Linked DNA regions of Arabidopsis thaliana: all the other regions are linked to region 2. The links are chromatin contacts, called in public capture Hi-C maps. All regions are on one chromosome and are shown on one strand. The core of a region is the stretch at or near the end of the contact, and the rest is flanking DNA. Distances in the headings are between cores, read along the strand shown. Region 1 holds the start of AT4G22990 (Major Facilitator Superfamily with SPX (SYG1/Pho81/XPR1) domain-containing protein). Region 2 holds the start of AT4G23090. Region 3 holds the start of EP1 (receptor-like protein kinase-related family protein).

Region 1 (3,500 bases), core at 85-2,584, 50 kb after region 2:
TATAAATTGTAAAAAAAAAAAAAAAAGAGTAGTAACCAGAGATGTTCTTCTTTCTTTTCTGCCACTTATAATAAAATAAAAGAGATGTCTAAGAATGACGACATGACAACAAGAAAGTAAGAAACTCATGGACCATATGGTCATGAATTGATGTCTATATTTGTTGGGATTAGAAAGGTATATATGCTTGAAACGATTATTTTTCAAAAATGAATGGACCAAAAACAAAATGAAAATACTTTTTAGAGAATAAAACATTTATTATAGAATTCATTTTGATATATAAATCAATATTGGTCTTCTTAAGAACTTGAGAAAAACTCAAGCATAAGTTATGAGCTTCCACACCATAGAGCGTTGGGCTCGCTATAAAGATCGTTTATTAAAACCGCAAATCTTTCATGAGACACGGTTCACTAAATCTTTCTATTTGTTTTGACCAAAATTAATAAAATTAGTCGTATGGTCTAAATCATATTTGAACGTCTGGAAAATCTTCAAAGTGACACACCCTAATTGTCTTGAAGATGCTCTGATTCGTTTACTCATGTCATAACACATGCTCAATCCGACAAATAATGTGAAGAAAGAAGAATACGTCTCCCGTGAAATCCCATGCCATAACCTCGGTTTCATCTATATTCCCATCAGACAATTAGTAAATGGACGAGCTAGCAACACACGATTATGTAGATTAGATTCTTTTTTTTTCTCATAAGTATTACCCTTTTAATTAAAAACAGCAGTTGTAAACGATACAACAGTGGAAGAACATCCACTTTCAAAGTTTGACACACACTTTTACCACTTACAAGATTAGATTATCTAACTAGAGAGTCATCTAAGTTGTAAAACAAAAGAGTAGAGTAAGGGTAATTAGAGTAAAGCATTACACCACATGACATTACGCTTCAGGTATGCCAAAACCAAAAAGGGATACTAGGCCATACCATCTTCTTCAGATTGTAGATTAGATTCTATACTAGGAAAGGAGACAAATCATGTAAAAACATTTACTTATGTTTTACATTTAGAAAAGAAAGATTGAAAAATATTGAAAAAGAAACAAAATTATTTAATAACTTTGCATAATACTTATATCTATCTTTTTTCTTTTCTTTTTCGTGAAGCTAATATTCAAACTTGTCTATCTTCTTCAATATGTGATACTACACCTCTTGATGCCAAATTCAGTTTTATTATTCTGTAATATATAGAGAATGAGATTTTCTGAATTTATTTTGCCGTCATGAAAATCATATTTAACAGAATGTACACTATTACCAAGATAATTCATTATCTCAATAACCAGAAGAAAGGGTCCGACAAATGAAGATAGACCCCACAATGCACAGTGATGCAGCAAACTCTTATCTTCCACCTCCTTCCTTTATAAACCGTATATAAAAATCTTCGAACGTGATTACACAGAGCCACTCTCTGATTCTTCTTCTTTCCTTTTTTGGTTTCTTCTCCAATTTTGTTTCCTTTCTCACCGTATCCCAATTCAACTCTCATTAAAATAATATTTCTAATGTATCTGCTGAGCTTAGAGAAAGCGGCCCCAAAAATTTACAATTTTGCGACATAGAAATATCTGGGCTACCTCTCTTTCTCTCTGAGAACTTTAGAGGTAATATTCTCTAGATTTTTCTCGTCTCTTGTTCACAGAGGTTGTTAAAGTTTCAATCTTTAATTCATTTGTGGGGTTTTCTTCAAATTAAGAAGATTTTTCTCTGTTCTCTTTGATGTTTACGATTGCGATTTCGCTCATTTCGATTTTGTCGTGTTTTTGCTTTTTACTTAGCTGGATTGAACAGAATCTGAATTCATCAAGAACTAGGAGAAGAACGCAACGACGAAGATAAGAGGTTCATACATTTATCAGAATGTTCTAACTTTTCAATTAAGTAAATGTTTTGTGTAGTTTTGACTTCTCCTTTCTCTCATTGTGTGAATTATTTTGACTCTTTAGCTGAAACCGAGAATCTGGTTGACCAAATCAACACATAACACTCTTGAATCATGAATATTGATATATCTCGAAACACATCAATCAATCTCGAATCTTTTTTTTCTTGTAGCAACATGTCTCAGTGTAAACTTTAGTGTCACTGCATAGTTCATTGATATAGAAAGGTGGAAGACTTTTTCTGGTAGTCCTTTCTACAAAAAGTTTTGTGTATGTGATCATTCTTTTATCTCTGATTCTTCTCTGTGACTTTCTTTCAGTGTAGAAGATGGTAGCCTTCGGGAAAAAACTCAAGGAACGGAGCATTCAAGAATGGCAAGGGTAATTTCTCGATAAACTTTTCGAAAAACTCGTAAAAATGTTTGTCCTAATGTTAATCATGATCGCTTGTAGATATTATATCAATTACAAATTGATGAAGAAGAAAGTGAAGCAATATAGTCGCCAATTAGAAGGAGGCAATCTTGAGCGCCGTCATGTTCTTAAAGATTTCTCAAGGATGCTTGATAATCAGGTAACAACAACCTTTAGTGTCTGTGAAGATAAAAGTGTGGAGCTTTATAAAAAGCTAATTTTGAAAATGAATGCATACTAGATCGAGAAAATCGCTCTTTTCATGTTGGAGCAACAAGGGTTGCTTGCAAGCAGGCTACAGACACTAAGGGGATCACACGATGCTCTCCAGGAGCAGCCAGACATATCCCACATGTCTTATCTAAAGGAAGAGTATAGAGCTGTTGGGCAAGATCTTCTCAAGCTTTTGTTTTTCGTTGAGATGAATGCTATTGGTATCCGTAAGATACTGAAGAAATTTGACAAACGGTTTGGTTATCGATTCACAAACTATTATGTCAAGACTAGAGCTAACCATCCTTACTCTGAACTCCAGCAAGTCTTTAGACATGTGGTAAGTTAAGTCTTAAGATGAAACAAATGACTATGTATCCTTCTTTTTCCAAGCCTAACGTTGAGTTATAGGGCCTTGGAGCTGTTGTTGGAGCCGTATCTCGCAACCTTCATGAGCTTCAAAACAATCAAGGAAGCTACTTATCGATTTATGATCAACCAGTTCTTCCTCTTCAAGATCCTGTAGTGGACTCAATTAGAGCGGCAGTGGATAGGCTAACGCGGTCAACAAACTTTCTACACTTCATGGCTCAGCACGCGCTTATAATGCAAGAAGAGTTACCAAGTCCACAAGATGAGGAAGGGGAAGAAGAAGATGGGAGATATCACTTCATGTCTCTCTTGTTGAATTTGGTCAACACGTTTCTCTATATGGTCAATACCTATATCATTGTCCCTACAGCAGATGACTATTCAATGAGCCTCGGTGCAGCAGCAACGGTGTGTGGTGTTGTGATTGGTGCTATGGCTGTAGCTCAGCTCTTCTCTTCGGTTTACTTCAGTGCCTGGTCCAATAGATCCTACTTCAAACCACTCATATTCAGTAGCATTGTTCTCTTCATTGGGAACTTGTTATATGCATTAGCTTTTGACTTCAATTCAATAGCGGTTCTCTTGATCG
Region 2 (3,849 bases), core at 962-3,461:
GCGCAGAGGCTACAAGGAAGCCGGTTTCTTGAACGCAGTCGATGAAGTGGTCAGAACAGGTAAATGAAGTTTCCTAATGCATAATTGAATTCCACACCGACATTTTGTTTGATAACCTGGTGGTGAAATTTGGTTTTGAAATGACAGGAGTTACGCCTGCGGAGAAGCTCTTGGAGATGTACAATGGAGAATGGGGACAAAGCGTAGATCCCGTGTTCGAAGAGCTGCTGTACTAAGAAAATGGGACGTGAACAAAAGGTGTCTATAAACCTTTGGGTGTGAGTTTATGCTATCTGAAGAATTCGAGTCTCCGGAATAAGGATTTTTTTTTTTGTTGTAATCGGATTTTAAAAACTGATTTTGTTTTAGAAATTCGAAGCATTGAAAAGCAGAAGAAAAATTGTATGTACTAAACGATTTCGGTGTGGGAAATCGTTTGGGAGGGTGTGTTTGGATCTTGAATAAATTACCCATTTTTCTTGTCACAAATTTGTCTACATTTAACGAAATAACTCAAAACTGATTTCAAGGCAAAGGCGACGGATGGGATAATCTAGGCTGTGTAGTGGAAAGTTTTGATGTTTAGTAATTTGGCAATGTATGTTTTTTTCTAAATGGGAGAGCATCTTCGATGTAGACATTTACGAGCTTTTCCTTTAATAGGTTTTGGCTAGTGAAGAACACTGCTTTCATAATTGAATCCACCAGACTCCGCGTAAACTAAACTGATTACAACACGATGATCCTGGCCGTCGGTAATTATCGTAAAACAAGAAGATAGTGGCACTTAGGTGACAGGATAATATGTAAACCCTACCAAGGCGTCCCTACAAAATGATGAGTGATGACTGATGAGAGTGAGAAAAACCGAGTCTCCACAGTCCACACACTGCCTTACCTAATTAATATACCCACCTTTCATTCATGTATGTTACGTCAACGTTTTTATGTCCGTTAAAACTGTAATCTACATAAGAGATCATAATTTTTAAAATCTCCATGTATTTCGTTGATACTTTAATTTGGCACGTTTCTAGTTTTTGAGATCAAATGTTTTTAATCTGCTTCTAGTCTTATTTTTCCTAAACCTTAAACTGTAAACCAATTGCTTTTTCACATAACCTTGCTTGTTTTCAATTTTAAAATTTAAGTCCAATATTTGAAACAACCTAACAAATGTCGTCTATGGCAACCAAAAAAAAATAAAAAATCAAAACAATTTGCTAAAAAGGAAATTGATTAAAATTGATTTCTTTCATTTAAATTGGAATTTAATATATTAGGTAAACATGTAAACGCAATCGCAATTTTTATGAGAGACTTCGGGCCGGTTCGTTTAAGTGTCGCTGCGACTATAACTAGCGACTGGCTTTAAAAACGACTGAGTTTTGTTTGTTTTTATTGTTTTTTTTTTAAGTTCGAATATGTCGTATAGATCTGTAAAATAATTCAAATGTGGCTTTGTCCCATAGATTGGTTTTGATTATGCAATCATCTATCACAACAGTGGAACATTATGCAATCATTTATTGTCTATCAAATTAATTATGGTTATGAAATATGAAGGATCTTACATCTTAAAAAGTGTTAATTATGATCGCATGCCATTTAGATTCTTTCAAAAATTCAGTTTGAAAGTGGAAAGCGCGCCAAAATTTGCAGAAATCAAAAATCCGTTAAAAAACGTTACCAAAAAAATATTTTAAAACGGGCCAAAATATTTCAAATGTGGATTCCATAGATTGGTTTTGATTATGCAATCATGTATTACAACAGTGGGTTGAAATCACTTCTCCTACCTGATCATTAGCTTCAAAAGTGCCTTGGCTACAGTAATAGGATTTTTCATGTATATGAAAATATTAGTTCAAATGGGAGACAATCTTTTGAATTGGTATAGAGGTTGTCAGGTTGATCAATGATTCAGGGGAAGAGTGATGACAAATACTAAGAAATGATCCAGGAGGTTGTCATCCGTTTTCCTATTAATAGAATTGGATAAAAACTTATTTGACTTCTAAATATTTATTAGGTTGAACATTTTCTCAGATATACTATGAAAACAGTCAAACAAAGGATAGTCAAATTTGCATCCGTGCAAAATATTTATTGTGTAGAAAATTAGAAAGCAACTCTTTAATTAGTTTCTTCACTAGCCTAAATATATTTCCCCTTCTCACTGTTTCTACTTTTGATTGATTTACTTATAAATGCCGATTGAGGCAACATTCCTCCATACTTCAATTTCTTTCTTTCCGCTTAAGTTAACGATTTGGAAAAACATGAGCGAGAACTCTTCGATTACAGTGGATCAGCCAACAACGTCTGTTTTCTTCTTCTTCTTCTTTCTTATTTACAATTTATATTTTCTTGTATTTATCAATCTTGGAGTCTTGAATCTAAACAATATATATAATGATCTCTTTTTCTTCAATCATCACAGAGAAAATGGTAATGGCCAAGGAGAGCAGGTGATTCAATTGGGTAATATGCCGCCTCCTCGTAAGTATATTTCCAATCTTCAAAATTAGGGTTTCTTTGAGGGATCTTGAAAATGTCATTTTCACCTCTTTGTAGTGTCACCACCCACCGCACGCAGAATCCTAGTGATCCCGCATGGAGCCGTAAGTAGTTTATTTTCCTCCATTAGTTCTGTTTCCATACAACTTCTTCTCCTCTTGAGTTTTCTAAAAGAGATGTTTTGAACCTCGACCAACAGGAAATTGTCAGTGTACTGGCATATATTTCTAGGGCTTCTCGTCAGGCAGTCTACATCTTGTCAGGGAGGGGATGCGTTTCACGAGCCAACTTGGTGTCGTTACCAATCCGAGGAAACCGCATGGTAAGTGTTTTAGTCTTAATCATTCAATAGAAGCTTTTTTAGTTTCCAATTGTTTCTCTGATTCTGCTTGGCTATATATAGGGTATTGGGAGAATACTTTACTTGAGTGGATGGTTCCAACCGATGCTCACTGATGTAGGTGTTGCTGTACATTCTAGTCGTCCCAACGGAATACTTCACGTCTCCCTTTCAGGTGTTTCACCAAGTGTTGCTATTGCATATCAACTTTTTGCTTTCGGAGATGTTGAGGTGTTGTTGACTCTTTTTACCATTATATATCTCAATAGATTCTTTTAGATTTATTGATACCAAAAACTCTCAATACTTCTTGAAACACATTGTAGGTGGATGTTTTTTTTGTTTGCGGACCGGGGTCAATATTTCAACCGGATGCACCAGGTGCACCGAGAGAACGGGTACGAGTTAATGGAGTAGCATTAGCACAAGCACCTGCTGGATAATAGATACTCTATAAAATTTAACCTAGAGATGGCTGCAAAAACAGAATAAGTAATAGGAAGCAACAACTTATTATTACTTACAGAATGATATAAAACATAGTTGTTTGCTTTCTCATATTTGACTAATAAATCAATAAAAATAATAATATTACCTTGATGTTGAGATGAGATGTGGTATGGGAAACTAATACGGTTGATGACTTGGGAATCTTTGTCATCAACAACTTGGGAAAGTTACGTTTAATGCTTTTGCTAGCTACTAGATTACAATACCTTTTTGATTGGATTCTTGGAGCAGTTTAACATCAACCTGCATTTCATTGAGCATTTGCAGCGAGAATTAAAATCTAAAATATAGGATATAGTATCCATACCAAATTAACAATAGGAACTTACGGAAGCGAAAGAAACTATATATGCTACATAAGAGATTTTCAGAATATTGATTACAGAACAAGTTCTCTATAGTGTACAATACCTGGAAGAAGAAGAAAAAGATTGATTTATAATGGGATGTGTTAGACTCTTGTAGTCTTGTTAATATTT
Region 3 (3,546 bases), core at 649-3,148, 33 kb before region 2:
ATTTTTTTTCGTTACTGCCAAGGAAAAACAATCGGCTTTTCATGCAACAAATCTCGTTAAAATTGGTTATGGGCCTGCATGTGAAAATGGAGCCAGAACCAGAAGAGGACTTGGTCAATGCATCGAGAACATTTGCGTAATATTCTTTTTTTTTTCTTTTTTAGTAGTTTTTAATCATCAGCGTAATCTAAGACTCCGACCAAGTCTTACACAAAACAAAAAGAAGAGAAGCTGAGAAATCTGACAAGGAATTAGAAAATGAAAAAGAAAGTTTTTTTCCATTAGTAATAACAGAGGAAAAACTTATGCTTCTGTTGGTTCTCCCTTGCATCTCGCTTTCCTTAGCTCATTTTTACTGTTACGGTGTTACGCACAACTAGAATAATCACTTGGAACACTCAGAATGTTGCAGCGGGCCAGTTCAACGATCAGACGAAGTAAACATCAAGATAGCAAGAGCAACCACTATCGACGACGAATTCAGTTTGTGAGGAAGAGCGTTGGTGTAGCTTGAGACACGTTTCAATCACGTGTAGCTAAAAATATCTAGATAATTGTAATAGAAAATAAATTAAATATTTTATGTATTAATTGGTTTAGTATGAGAAAAGCCAAAACATTGACCAAGTCTAAGATTAAGAAAGCTAGATGAGCAATTCACTATCAAAGACGAGAAGACTGAAGTAAAGACAAAATAAGAAGACTCATTAGCTGCTTCACAATCCTTATCTCTTTGATTGTAAGAAACTGAGTTACTTTATTTCGATGATACCAATTTTAAACGCAGAGAAAAAGCAACACGTCAATTTGTAAAGCAGAGCAAAACGAATTACAACTTGGCCAAAACTTCGACGTAAAAAGCAGCACATCAATTTGCTCTGCTTGGCGACGGTGGTGGTGGTGGAGATGGTGTTCCAATGGTAGTTTCGTTGTAGAACGAGTAAAGCTCGTACCTTGAATTACAACTTGGCCAAAACTGTCTTGCTCCAATTCTAGAAAGTGGCATTCTATTGATGGATCTTGTCAGACATCTCAAACAGTCTTGACTTGTAAGATCAGGAGTGCATTGAACAAGCCCGTACAAAGTCTGGAGTTCGGTCAATTCGGTCTTTATCGTAGAGAATTTTCTAGAACTGTTGGCTGCTTCCATGGCAGCTTGGTTCATATTAGATTGCACCAAAACTATAAACTGGTTTATTTGACTTTGATTAGGAGAAATAGTGTTGGTGTTACTCAAGATAAATTCTCCTTCGTTTGTAATGGCCGTCGATAGAATATTCTTGTCAGAGTATCTGAGTATACACTCCTCGTAATAGAACACAGCTTCTCTCTGACTTGGACACCTAGTTAACGCTTCGTCAACGGAGAAGGCAACGCAGTTACTGCAAACTTCCGGCGAGAGGTCTCCGCGGCAGAGGAAAAGTCCGGTGACCAGGTCGGGGGTTTGTCCCACCGTGACGTTCTGGAATCCGGTGGAGTAAGAGGCGTTGCGGGAAGCAAAAGAGGACAAAAGGGTTCTGAGATTGGTGGAGTAAGTGCTGAATCTTGAGTAAGTTGTCGTATTTGGACAATAATGATTTAAGTAAAAAGGATCTTGAGCGGAAGCTTTGAAGCTAGTGAGGAATGAGAAAAGGAAAAGGAAGATAAAAGAGATCAGAGAAGACATGGTGTTTTTTTCGACTTCGTTGATTTGAGTTTCACATCATGCAGCTTCCATTTATTAACGTGAATAGTTTGTGACGACCATAAGTCATCAATCAAAGTCAATGTAAACGATTTTTTTTTATGTCATTCCTTTTTATTAACAACAAAAGTCAAATTATTGGAAAAGGCCTTGTTGAAATAACCTATTTTGTTTTATGAATAAGATTACAAGCAACTGATATCTCGACAATAATTTAGTGAAACTAAACTTTTTGAGTAAGAAAATTAATTAGGGCTACAAACTGAATAAACTAGGGTTGTGAAATTATTGTTTTAACTTATAACTGTTCGTTTGTTACTTGTCTGGTAAGGAACTTTAACTGTGCTGTCTTTTTGACCCAAAGTCTCGGCGCCAAGCGGAATAATCATCAACCTCACTTCAATAATATTCAATTCCAACCCATATTTTTCTCGGAAATAGATTGATAGACGTCAAAACATAGAAAATTTATAAATCTATTTTCTCTGGTTGTCACTTCCACGTGTTTTAGTCTAACATTTGAATAACAATAAAAGTTGATGTTCATCATATAGGTGACTTTGACTTTCAAAAAATTGTATTAGTTAGTTAGTTTATAACAAAGTAAGAAAAGAAAAAACTTTGACGTGCTAGATGGTTTCACATTTCATTTATTTTACTACTTTTACAAATCATGTAAATCACCTTCCCACATTACTCTGTTTTCCCTCTGTTCCCAAATCAGAAGGTACAAGATCATTGGAGGTATTGCTAAAGCGATTATATATCTTCATCATTCACGACTCTCAATCAGACATTGTGACTTCAAAGCAGGTAATATCCTCATAGACGCTGAAATGAAATCCAAAGTTACAGATTTTGGATTGGCCAAATTTTTAGAATGGACCAAACTTTAATGCCAATTGCCAACATTCTAAGTGTTCTCTCCATTTCTCATTTCTCTCCATATCTAATTATTCTTTAATAAAAAATCAAAACAAAGTACACATATGGTTTTAACAAACCAAATCAAAACTAAACAATTTATTGGGTTGATCACACCTAGAAATATGAAAATATATGCTTAAACTTCATTACAACCGTGAAGGTAAACATCATATTTAGCGCGGATATAAATCAGTGATCAATTCATCGTCAATAGATGCTGGAGTAGACTTGGTCGTGGTAGACTGATCTGAATCAGTCGGGTCCTTTACGGGACTACTTTGAATGAAAAACCCTGGTTGCCGAGGCACTGGTAAGGTCACAGTATTACTAGTGAGCATCATGAAAACGGTTGATATTGTCGGACGCTTTGCAGGATCTTCTTGAACACATAAAAGACCGATATGGATGCATCGAACCACTTCGCTATTCTGGCAGTTATTTGCTATAAGTGGATCCACGAGGTCTAATGCTGTTCTGTTAGTCCAAAGCCTCCAAGTCTAGAATATCAATCAATAAATCAGTTCTAGCTACTAACGTTACGTGTTGTAATGTAAGAGAGGTATATATTGATTGCCTAAAAACTTACATGTGTGAGCAAGTCTTGTGCGCCGTCTGACTCGTCGAAGCTACTATTCTTCCTACCACTTATAATCTCAAGAACTAACACTCCGAAGCTATAGACATCAGATTTCATTGAGAATTGGCCATGCATCGCATACTCGGGAGCCATGTAACCGCTGGAATCCACAACAAAACTTTAGTATATATGTTGGCAAAATAAAATTTCCAACAAACTTTAACGTATGAGATGTTAGGTGGAACACTTACTAGGTACCAACTATTCGGCTTGTGTTATCCTGGGTTTGGTCCAATCCGAAGATCCTAGCCATTCCAAAATCTGCAATTTTCGGATTTATATCCGCATCTAGGAGAAT

What was found. Capture Hi-C pulls out chosen DNA fragments and counts their contacts.
Region 1: a capture Hi-C map of shoot shows a contact between it and region 2, with 9 times the contacts expected there. The contact joins the promoter of AT4G22990 here to the promoter of AT4G23090 in region 2. A contact is called at or near these places in 1 of 26 Hi-C or Micro-C datasets (rosette leaf) and 2 of 3 other capture datasets (root and shoot).
Region 3: a capture Hi-C map of shoot shows a contact between it and region 2, with 5 times the contacts expected there. The contact joins the promoter of EP1 here to the promoter of AT4G23090 in region 2. A contact is called at or near these places in 1 of 26 Hi-C or Micro-C datasets (rosette leaf) and 2 of 3 other capture datasets (root and shoot).

What each region holds. Positions count from the first base shown.
Region 1 is chr4:12,049,725-12,053,224 of TAIR10.1, reverse strand. AT4G22990 (Major Facilitator Superfamily with SPX (SYG1/Pho81/XPR1) domain-containing protein) reads left to right here and starts at 1,334. Exons shown (of 11, transcript NM_001341571.1): 1 at 1,334-1,633; 2 at 1,808-1,871; 3 at 2,085-2,293; 4 at 2,366-2,486; 5 at 2,568-2,879; 6 at 2,951-3,500. The coding sequence starts at 2,241.
Region 2 is chr4:12,099,845-12,103,693 of TAIR10.1, reverse strand. It overlaps AT4G23090, which reads left to right and starts at 2,211. Exons shown (of 6, transcript NM_001084965.1): 1 at 2,211-2,323; 2 at 2,444-2,502; 3 at 2,578-2,624; 4 at 2,720-2,842; 5 at 2,924-3,091; 6 at 3,187-3,303. The coding sequence starts at 2,211. The coding sequence ends at 3,303. It overlaps GSH1 (glutamate-cysteine ligase), which reads left to right. Exons shown (of 17, transcript NM_001203879.2): 15 at 1-59; 16 at 148-333; 17 at 1,387-1,559. The coding sequence ends at 236.
Region 3 is chr4:12,133,325-12,136,870 of TAIR10.1, reverse strand. It overlaps EP1 (receptor-like protein kinase-related family protein), which reads right to left and starts at 1,898. Exons shown (of 1, transcript NM_118446.3): 1 at 75-1,898. The coding sequence starts at 1,666. The coding sequence ends at 869. CRK8 (cysteine-rich RECEPTOR-like kinase) reads right to left here. Exons shown (of 9, transcript NM_001341577.1): 7 at 3,440-3,546; 8 at 3,198-3,348; 9 at 2,662-3,108.